Linked DNA regions of Mus musculus: region 2 is linked to region 1. The links are chromatin contacts, called in public promoter capture Hi-C maps. All regions are on one chromosome and are shown on one strand. Each heading gives the region's core, a stretch centred on a gene start, on an enhancer-like site or on the middle of the called end of the contact. The rest is flanking DNA. Distances are from core to core; before and after follow the strand shown.

Region 1 (4,850 bases), core at 1,678-4,177:
GAGAATCAAAGAGAAATAAATGTGCTAATAAAAGAATGACAGTATCCTTTGGGGGGTGGGTGGAAATATTCTGTCTTGGTGTTGATAGCAGGTGCTGAGACAGGAGGTGCAGGCTCCTGCAGTGTGGTTGAGATGGGAAGTGATCTGACAGCGCCCAGATAGGAGTTCTGGACATTTGTTTTCCTAAATTCGCACCAATAAGGACTGTAGTCTAACATCAGGTGGTTGTAACAGAGAAGACATTTCTAAGAGCCCTGTTTGCAATATAATCTTTTTTTAAAGGAAATGCCTGAGCTAGCCATCTGTAAAGGAATGAGATTATGTTGTGATACATAGGATGGCAGGAAGATACAGTAATGGAATTCCATCTATTTAGCTACTATTCCATAGAATTCCACAATGCTAAATGAGAAAAACCAATATCCAAAAGTATTGCAAAATGAGAAAAATCAATATTGAAAAGTATTACAAATTTGTTACATATATTGAATTTCTAACTGCATAGGAAATAAAAGAACAGAAGGAAGAAGATGAAAATCGTGCGTGTTTGCTTAGGTTTTTACATTTACATTACTAATCTTTCTAGAATAAGCATATACAATTTTATTCCTATGTTATTATTACTTTAGTATGCCAGGGCATTGCACTTGTGCAATCTTGCTATGACTTTGTTTTGCAAGTGCACATGAGGAGCAGAAGCAAGCATTCCTTCTTTGGGATTTATCATTGGCGTGAATGGACTCACAGTTATGTACACTAGCTCAGTCCCTTGCCTCATGTAAGCGCATATCTCATAAAGCCCCAGCATCAGGTGCTTCCAGGTCACCGAGAAGAAAGAACTGTGGGATAACAGAGGATCCAGGAAGGTAGCTTCCCAGAACCTCCATCAGCAGGCATTCTCAAAAGCATCAGAAGTTATCTCATCCCAATAGTCCCTCGATGGCTTAAAACTGAAAGATGGACTGGTATTCCAGTCCCACCATGCGATTTCTTTGATTGGTGGTTTAATCCCAGGGAGCTCTGGGGGGTACTGATTAGTTCATATTGTTGTTCCTCCTATAGGGCTGCAGACCCCTTCAGCTCCTTAGGTACTTTCTCTAGCTCCTTCATTAGGGACCCTGTGCTCCATCCAATGGATGACTGTGAGCATTCACTTCTGCATATGTAGCAGAGGATCGCCTAGTCGACCATCACCTGAAGGAGAGGCCCTTGGTCTTGTGAAGGTTCTATGCCCCAGTATAGGGGAATGCCAGGGCCAGGAGGCAGGAGTGGGTGGGGAGCAGGGGGAGGGGGAGGGGATAGGGGTTTTTTGAGAGGAAACTAGGAAAGGGAATATGTATTTGATATGTAATTTGAAATGGAAATTTGAAATGTAAATAAAAAGTGTAAAAAATGGATATTTGAAATGTAAATAAAGTATCTAATTTAAAAAAAAAAAAAACCCTGAAAGACGGCTGTTCCTACCCACTATTTAAAATTATTTTACCAGCACAGGATTGCTGTAGCTTATTAAGAGATACTAGCCCTTTGCCACAGGCAACTGTTGAAAGCATGAATCCCAAGACCTTGGGGGTGCCAGTGTGGAAAGTGCACCCGAAGGAAGAACCCCGCCCCCACCTCCCACCCTTACCGGGAGAGACAAGAACAGAGTTTAGTTCTGAGCAAAAGGCTAATGGCCATTTTCACTGAGGACTGCGTTTAACTGGGACAAGTTAGAGTACACTTGCAAACAATTCAGGTAGGGGAGTTTCCACAGCACCCAGTGTTAGGGTGGTGTGGGGATGGCGATGAGGGAGGGAGAGGGATCCTTCTCAGAGGCCATATTTTGAGAGTTTGTTCGGCCCCTGCATCACTCACTCCCTCTTTGTCCCCCCACCCCCCAAGTAGTCTGAGAGGACTGTTCCCATAAAGAACCAAGAGAAAGTTGCACCAAGAGCGCTCCCCTGGTCTCTGCCTTAGGTGTGCTCACCTGTGCGCTTGCTAGAATGAAGCCCCAGCTGGAGATGGAATTGGGGCAGCAACTAATCATGCGAGCGATTATTTTATTATTTCTACTGTTGAAAAGGAGCAAGGAGGAGAGATCACCAGAGGTCCGTGGAGGAGCAGACCAGTTTCCCACCTGCTCCAAGCAAGAAGCTCTAACTCCCTAAATCCTTGACCCCGGGAACTCCCAACCTGCCCAGCTAGACCCTTATTGTGCCGGATCCCCAACTTATTCACTGCAGAGCTGCCGCGAGTGGGGAGTTTACCATCTCAAACCCCGCCTCAGAAGGCCAGCGGCCCCTCTGCCTTCCAGACGCACCCCGCCAAGCACGATGAGGCGGGGGAGTGTCTCTTGGGCTCACCCCTCCCCGCTCAGCTGGCCTCCTTTTCCTCCTTGCTCTGCAGGAGCTCGGTCATGAAGGAAATGTAGACGATGGCCAAGCGGAGGGTCTCGATCCTCGACAGTCTCTTCTCATAAGCGAAGGTGGGTACCTTTCTGCGCAGCTGGTCGAAGGCCTCGTTTAGGTTGAACATCCTCTTCCTCTCGCGAATGTTGGCGGCCTGGCGCTGGGCATAAGTAATAACTCTTTTTCTTTTGGGGCGGCCCAGCAAGGATGCTACTCTGCCGCGCCCCTCTCCCTCCTCTTCCTCCTCTTCTGGGTCCTCATATTCCACTTCGTCCCCCTCTACTTCCTGATATCTTTCATCAAACTGCGACAGTCTCCCAGGTCTTCCCTCTCTGTACCCCAGTGTTCGGTCCCCAAAAGGGACCCCAGGTGGGAACTCGCAGAGAAGAGGGTGTCTGGGAGAGGCCAGAGAGAGATCTGCTACGAAGTTCAGCACGGTAGCATCCAAGCAGCTCTCTGGATAGGCGGCCATCACTCAGCGTCTATCTCACCGATTTTCTTGCAGGAATGGCATAGCTGCCGATAGAGCTCCTTGGTGGCCTTGATTCCTGCAGCGTATCATCACCAAACTCGGGGAGACATTTATAACCAAACTGAAAAAGGATTCTTAGCAGGGAGACTGAAGGCTAGGGCAACGTCCCTCTTCTGTAAGCTGATAGAAGATGACAAGTTCAAGCATTCACAGAAGGCTCAAGGCGGCAGACTTTCAGGCTCTAAGGTATTTCCCCCCCTTGCTGCACCACCTCTGCAGGGCAGTTCCTTCTTGGCAGCAGGCCCCAGTTCTTACCTGCTGTGCTTTTTTGTCTCTGGTCTCATCCCAGTATCCATTCAATGTTCTTTTGGTTCCTTATTCCGTATAGGTCTTTAATTTCGATTTGGATTTTCAAAGCCAAAATCTTTCCACTGCGATGGCTTCTCCTTGGCTTCAGGATAGGAGTCCTGAATCTTGCCTCCATTTGCCAATGGATGTGAAATAAGGGCATGCGCTTTTAATGATGTCCAGAAGAGAGGCCCTTCCTGCCAGGGGTCGAGGGGAGCTGTTTGTCTGGTATCCCAGCACAGCGGCTGCTGAAAGGCAAGACCTTCCATTAGCTTAAGTAAGCATGGCTAGGGGGCCGATCACATTCCCCAGTGTCTCTGTTGGAACCGGTGTCTTTTCTCCTTCTAGGACATCGCAAACAACTCACTGCCTGGTTACAGACCCTGACTTCTGAAGTCGGCTTGAACACAATCAGACTGACAATTGAGATACTTGACTCTCCCTGGTCTTATCCTCCACTGTGGAGGGTTATATTTGAAGAAAAGAGTTATGGTGATAAAGAAATATAAAACGGAGATTCCAGACATTTACTGCATAAGCCCTTTACTGTGTAATTACCCCTTAGGGGACAAAGTATCACCGTCCTGTCCCTGTCTTCCCCGTTCCTGCCTCCCTCCCCCTACCCCCGACCCTGCAAGCCTCCTTTGAAAAATTCGATTTAGCTTTAATAAGAGAGAGAGAGTGAACAGCTCACTCTCTGTTAGGGAGTTAGCCTTCGAACTTTTAAATTGCCAATCAAGCATTTGTTCTTGAACAAAGAAAAATCCTGACACTTTGATCTGGCTGCTACCCTCACTCCTTTGTATACCAAAGTAAGGTTTTAGAAGGAAAACTATACCTTACTGAAATTTCAGGGAAATTTGGTGTCTATCCACAGAAATAGAAGAGATTCTAAACTTAATACACTAAGAAGTTTTTCTGATTTTTGTATGTCCCGAATGTCCACACACACTTTATTTTTTCCATCTTTTGGTTTACTAACAGCTAGTTTATTACTCGGTGTAAAGATCTGTTTTTTTTTTTTTTTTTTAAACCTCCTAGGAGGCAAACAACACGTTGAAAAATCCAGTTCCTAGGTAGGTCAGAAGAAATAGCAGAAAATATGTAAATGGATATTTTGTGATTTCAAGGAGACTCAGGAAAGATATCAGTTCCCTTTAAAGAGTAAGCTTAGTCGGTACATTGGACAGCTCCCAGAAGGCCCTACTTCTACACAGTTCTCCCTCTTCTTCATTTCCCAGTATTAATCAAAGCAAGGATTTCTAGTGTCCATAGCAGGGCAATTATAGACACCAGTAATATTTAAAGAAATATTTTGCAGTTTTCACAGGTAGGAAGTAAACAAATACCTAAAGAGATAACAATTTTAATGTTGGTTAAATGTTAGACAGTATATACATATACTCACTACATGTTACTCCATCAGTATTTCTAAGTTTTATGTCCTTATGTAACAGTTAAAATAAATTTTATTATTTTACAATGCAACATAATATTGGATTTTTTTTCATTTTAATCTTCAGATCCAAGCTCCTCTTCAATGTCTCTTTGATAGATTTCCCTCTACTTTTGTTTGAGTTTACTCTTAAGTTCCTTATTGATACTGGGATAACTATGATAAGAATTGTACATTTTTTTTC
Region 2 (4,850 bases), core at 1,388-3,887, 1.3 Mb before region 1:
CACCACACACATGACTATATAATAATAGTAGTAGTAATAATAATAATAATAGTAATAAGCATTTCTCACTACTAAGAAATAATTAGTTTGGTGAATTTGTCCAGATTAGAAGAAGTTAGGTTGCAGGCAATATCTAATGATAAGCTTTTCCCATCCTTTGACTCAGGACTTGGGGTGGGAGGTGAGGGCTCCACACCAGTGTTTTCTAGAAAGGCAAGTAGCAAGAGGTCTCCATCTTTCCCAACAGAGACATGGATTTGAATGGGTCCTTCAGAATCCTCTGTGTCCCTTAGATCTCTAACTAGAAGCCACTTGGGATGCTCAGAAGGGACACAGCTGAGAAAGTGCACCCTGCTTCAGGGTGAGTCTGTGAAATGTTGGAGGGAGTGGGAAGCCCCAGAGGGTAAGAAGGGGAAGGCCAGAAACCTAGTGCGGACTTGAAAGCCAGGCAAGCTTAGTGCTTCCGGTGGGGAAGGGCATGACTGTCAGGAGCTCTTCACAACCGTAACCAAATTAAATCGTTGCTCTATTTAGCTATGGGGGATGCGGTTTAGAGAATAAGTTGTCTATGTTTGCATATTTTGAGTTTAGATCTTCTCAAATTCAAACCCTTTTATTTATAACCACTTACTTTGTCCAAGAATTTTACTTACAGTCAGTAACCGCCTTTGCCCGAGGATTGGGGAAAAGAGGGCTCAGGGCAACCGAGAGAATCTAAGGACTCAAGAAAGAAAGAGATACGGTGTTCACTGGATTGGCCTTTGTAGATTTTTTAAAAAATATCTTGCGCCATTAATTTTCATTTTTTTTTGTGGATTCCTTATTTATACATTTGCCTACTGACTACAACTTATTTGTAACTTTATAATAAGTGGTTGCACAGGTCAAGGATCATTTGCTGACATGCGCAGATCCACAGAGACTCTGAGATGCTCCAACGGGCACATTCCTGGCTGAGGTAGGGCCGGGTTAGGCCGGGTCTTCCAGCTTTAGTTCTGGTTTAGGAATGAGTAAAGATTGGAGACAAAACCTGTTAGAGGCCATGTTTCTGGGCCAGCTGAGCCACCTCGGTTTGACCCTCATCTCTGGCACCTGTCAGCATAGCCTCAGGCATGCCTCTTAATACTTTTGATTTTTTTTTAATTTCCATTTTGAAAAATTACAATAATAGAATCTACCCATATGAATAGGCTTTTGAATTTAAGATCATAATCTGTGTAAGATTCCATGTGACTGTGTCTACACTTTTTGAAGCAGCCATGATTCTATGCCTTCTAACTTAGCGTTCGCAGTAACTTTACAAAGCACGCCAAGTATGCAGCTGTATGAACAAAAATAATCAGAATGCATAAAAGTTCACTGTTCTGTGTGGGAGGACTCAGGCACGTGTGTGGTGTGTGTAATTACATGTGCATATGGATTGCCAGGGCATAAAAAGAGAGCCTATATCCTCAGGCCTGAAGAACAAACTCAAGACAACAGCATAGTCCAGAGTCTCAACTCCAAATTACAGAGAAAGGTCCATTCAAAACTAAGGAAGATGGAGAGAGGTTCTTCCTGACCAAGACGAGGACAATGGTCACGGTGCAATTAATGCAGGAGTAACTTTACCTTTAGTCATGTGGGAGTTCGCACCCAGAGTGGACTGTGAGTTTTGAGGCTGGACAAGGCTCCACCAAGGCCTTGAAAGCCAGAAAGCAAAGATATCAGGGTTCTGAGCCAAGGACCTCTCCCCGCCTCCCTGCCCACCTCCCGGCTCAAGAGAGACATCTGCAGTCGAGAGGTCTTATGTCTGTCTTAGAAGCAGGATGAGGGGAGACAGACAGAATAAACAGCTCCAGAAAGGACAGTGCAGGAGACACTGGGGGTTGGGGGTGGGGTGGGTCAAAAAGTAGAAAGGGGAGAAGCTTGAGAAACTGTGGTAAGACTTGGCGGCACTGCCAGCAAGGTGCCCATTTTACTTAGGATGTTTCCTGGGGAGAAGCCATGGTGAAAACGCAAGTCCCCAAGGGTTTGTCTAACCCAGCACAAGGCTAAGAACTTCACATGTAAAATGCACAAAGTATTTTGTCATTTTATTTCCATTACTGGTCCTAGTCTGGATTTGTTATGTTTGTTGTTGTTTTTCTGTTTTTTTTTTTTAAATAAAATTGAGACTGTCCTGGAAAACTTCTGAGAGTGGAACAGTGGGCTACCCCTGCAGTTCTCAGACCCATCACTGTGATGGGGCTCAGGTCCTGCTTCCTGCTGTGAGGCTGGGACACTACAACAGGCCGAGCTATGATCCTGGGATAGAGGGAACTTCATAAACACGTTCCCCATGGCTTTGTTCAGCCTCTCTCTAGATTGCACAGTGGCTAAGAGTGCTGCCACACAGACACCTCTGTCTCTCCATACCTTAAGTGCCTCCCAATTTGAAGGCCTCGCCCTGGGCCTTCTTGCATAGACAGCTCCTCTAATAAAATCCTTTCATGTTTAATCCTGCCTTGGGAGTCACTTCTCAGATGACCTGGACCAACAAAAGAAGCAGCTTTCTTTTGCATGGTGAGAACAAAAACAACAGAGGCTGCCACCACTTGCTCCCTGCCACATGACCCTCTTCCCTTCCAAGACTCAAAGCCACGTGGATTTACGGCTGGAACAAATTACAAGTTACTGTATATTTCTGGCTATGTGCTTAGCTCAAACCCTTTGAAGCACACACGTAATAGAACTTGAATTTCCAAACAACCAAAAAACTGTCTAAAATAACAAGGGAGTCTAGGTAGGCCACGGTCTCCTTGCCTCTGTGTCATTCCCTTCCCCCACATTTCCAGCATTTTCTACTAGTTCTTTTTCTCCTTGTTTTTGCAAACAGAGCTCAAAGGTTTTTTCCTCACCCAAAAACCGTCCCCTGAATTCCCTGACAAAAGATTATTATTACCCAATATTACAGAACAAACGTCCTGGAGGGACACTTGCCAATTGTTTCTGTTTTCTACACGGTGATCAAGTGTCATCAATAATATACTCCTTTTCTGACTGCTCATCAATCATCCCCAATGAATCAGAAGTGTTGCCCTTAAGGCTGATCAATCATCATGCCAAAACCCCACCCGCAGCAGGAAAAGGAGACATTCTACCCATGGTCTCTCATCTTTCATCAGCAAGGCAGGCCCTTCCTGTAGTGCCCCCAGAAAGTCTACCTTTTCTCCCATTGGTCAGAAACAGTCATATGGCCATTGCAGCCAATCATGGCAAAGGGTAATAGGGTTTCACAATTGGTTTAATCAAATGATTCATTCCTTCGGAGGCGGTTTCTTTCAACATATTACATTTGCTCCCTCCTCCTTGCTCCCCGCCTTCCTTCTTAGCACTGACTCAGAGATTCCATCTTACCCTCCTTTCTCTGACCCACACTGTGCCGTTTCTGGGGGGCCAAGGTGGGGTTCATTCTTTCCATCACCCGCAACCAACCAGTGCAACAGATTCAGTAGAGGTTTTGCTAAGCAAATTACGGACCCTCTTGTTCATTGAATGCAAAATGCAGTACACATGGGGACCTTAACGACACTGAAAATACACATCTTAAGTCAAATATCAGACTAATCTTCCAGTGTTAACCTGAACGATTATGAGTTCTATTTCAATTCTCAAGAGCATGGAGATTAGGCTGAAGGAGTAGCTAACCGCAGTAGAAGGTTATGAACATCTGATAATGCCTGTGCTTAAAACTCTAGATGATAGTCAGGCCACCACCGTGGTCTCTATCTCCTATTTTGTCATCTCCTCCTATTCCTCCTCCTCTCCCTTTTCATGTTTTGGTTGGTTTGTTTGTTTGTTTGTTTGTTTGTTTGTTTGTTTGTTTGTTTTTGAGACAAGGTCTTTCTATTTAGACCAGAATTGCCTTAAACAGAATAGCCCTCTTGCCTCAGCCTCCCAAGTGCTGGGATTAACACACATGTTCCATGAGTTCTGGCTGCCCCACTGGTTTCCAGATAGAGATAGTGTCTCCCTTAGGGATACAGCTATTTAAATAATGACTAAGGAATGCATGGTGCACCAAGACAGGTTTCATCAGATAAAATGATCTTAGTTGTTAAATTGTAGTGGAAAACACAAACAACCATATGCAAAGAGTTCGATTTCACATGAGATCAGCAACATGCTAAAAAGCCTTTGCAATGTTTGGACTTGAGTTACTAACTAGATCTCTCTGAACTGGATTCTTTTCATTACACCTTCTTGGTTTTGATCTGCTTGTTTGGGGTGGGGGGTTGTTTTTGTTGGTATTATGTGTTCATGGTTTGGTTTGATTTGATTTGGTTTGGTTTGGTTTGGGGTTTTGTTTTGGTTTGGTTTGGTTTGTTGTTTTTGTTGTTGTTGTTGTTGTTGTTGTTGTTGTCTGGTTGGTTGGTTTTTTGGGTTTTTTGGGTTTTGTATTTTTGTTTTTGTTTTTGTTTTCCGAGAGAGGGTTTCTCTGTATAGCCCTGCCTGTTCTGGAACTCACTCTGTAGACCAGTCTGGCCTCAAACTCAGAAATCTGCCTGCCTCCGCCTCCCAAGTGCTGGGATTAAAGGTGTGCACCAGCACTGCCCAGCTTGGTATTATGTGTTCTTAGCCTTCTTTCCCCTTATTTAGGTCTTATTTAACTCTCCAAATGTTATGGTTTTGCTTCTGTAAAGAGACACCATGACCATGACAACTCTTATAGAGGAAAATATTTAACTGGGGCTGGCCTAAAGTTTCAGAGGTTTAGTCAATTATCATCATGGTGGCAACTATGGTAGCATGCAGGCTGACATGGTGCTGGGAAAAGAGCTGAGAGTTCTACATCTTGATTCACAGGCAGCAGGAGAGACTGTGTCACA

Evidence for each region. Promoter capture Hi-C pulls out the DNA fragments that hold promoters and counts their contacts.
Region 2: a promoter capture Hi-C map of frontonasal cranial neural crest shows a contact between it and region 1, with 2.9 times the contacts expected there. The contact joins the enhancer-like site here to the promoter of Ferd3l in region 1. A contact is called at or near these places in 6 of 39 promoter capture datasets (cranial neural crest, frontonasal cranial neural crest, hematopoietic stem and progenitor cells and 3 more).

Annotation. Positions count from the first base shown.
Region 1 is chr12:33,926,502-33,931,351 of GRCm38.p6, reverse strand. It overlaps Ferd3l (Fer3 like bHLH transcription factor), which reads right to left and starts at 2,927. Exons shown (of 1, transcript NM_033522.2): 1 at 2,042-2,927. The coding sequence starts at 2,862. The coding sequence ends at 2,356. All of the region lies in intron 1 of Gm40383 (a long non-coding RNA gene), which reads left to right.
Region 2 is chr12:35,198,073-35,202,922 of GRCm38.p6, reverse strand. No RefSeq gene overlaps it. Among named protein-coding and RNA genes, the nearest start is that of Mir680-3, 5.6 kb to the right of the region's middle. Within about 2 kb of position 2,637, at least 14 of the 459 cell types and tissues checked have an H3K27ac peak or open chromatin away from gene starts, as enhancers often do.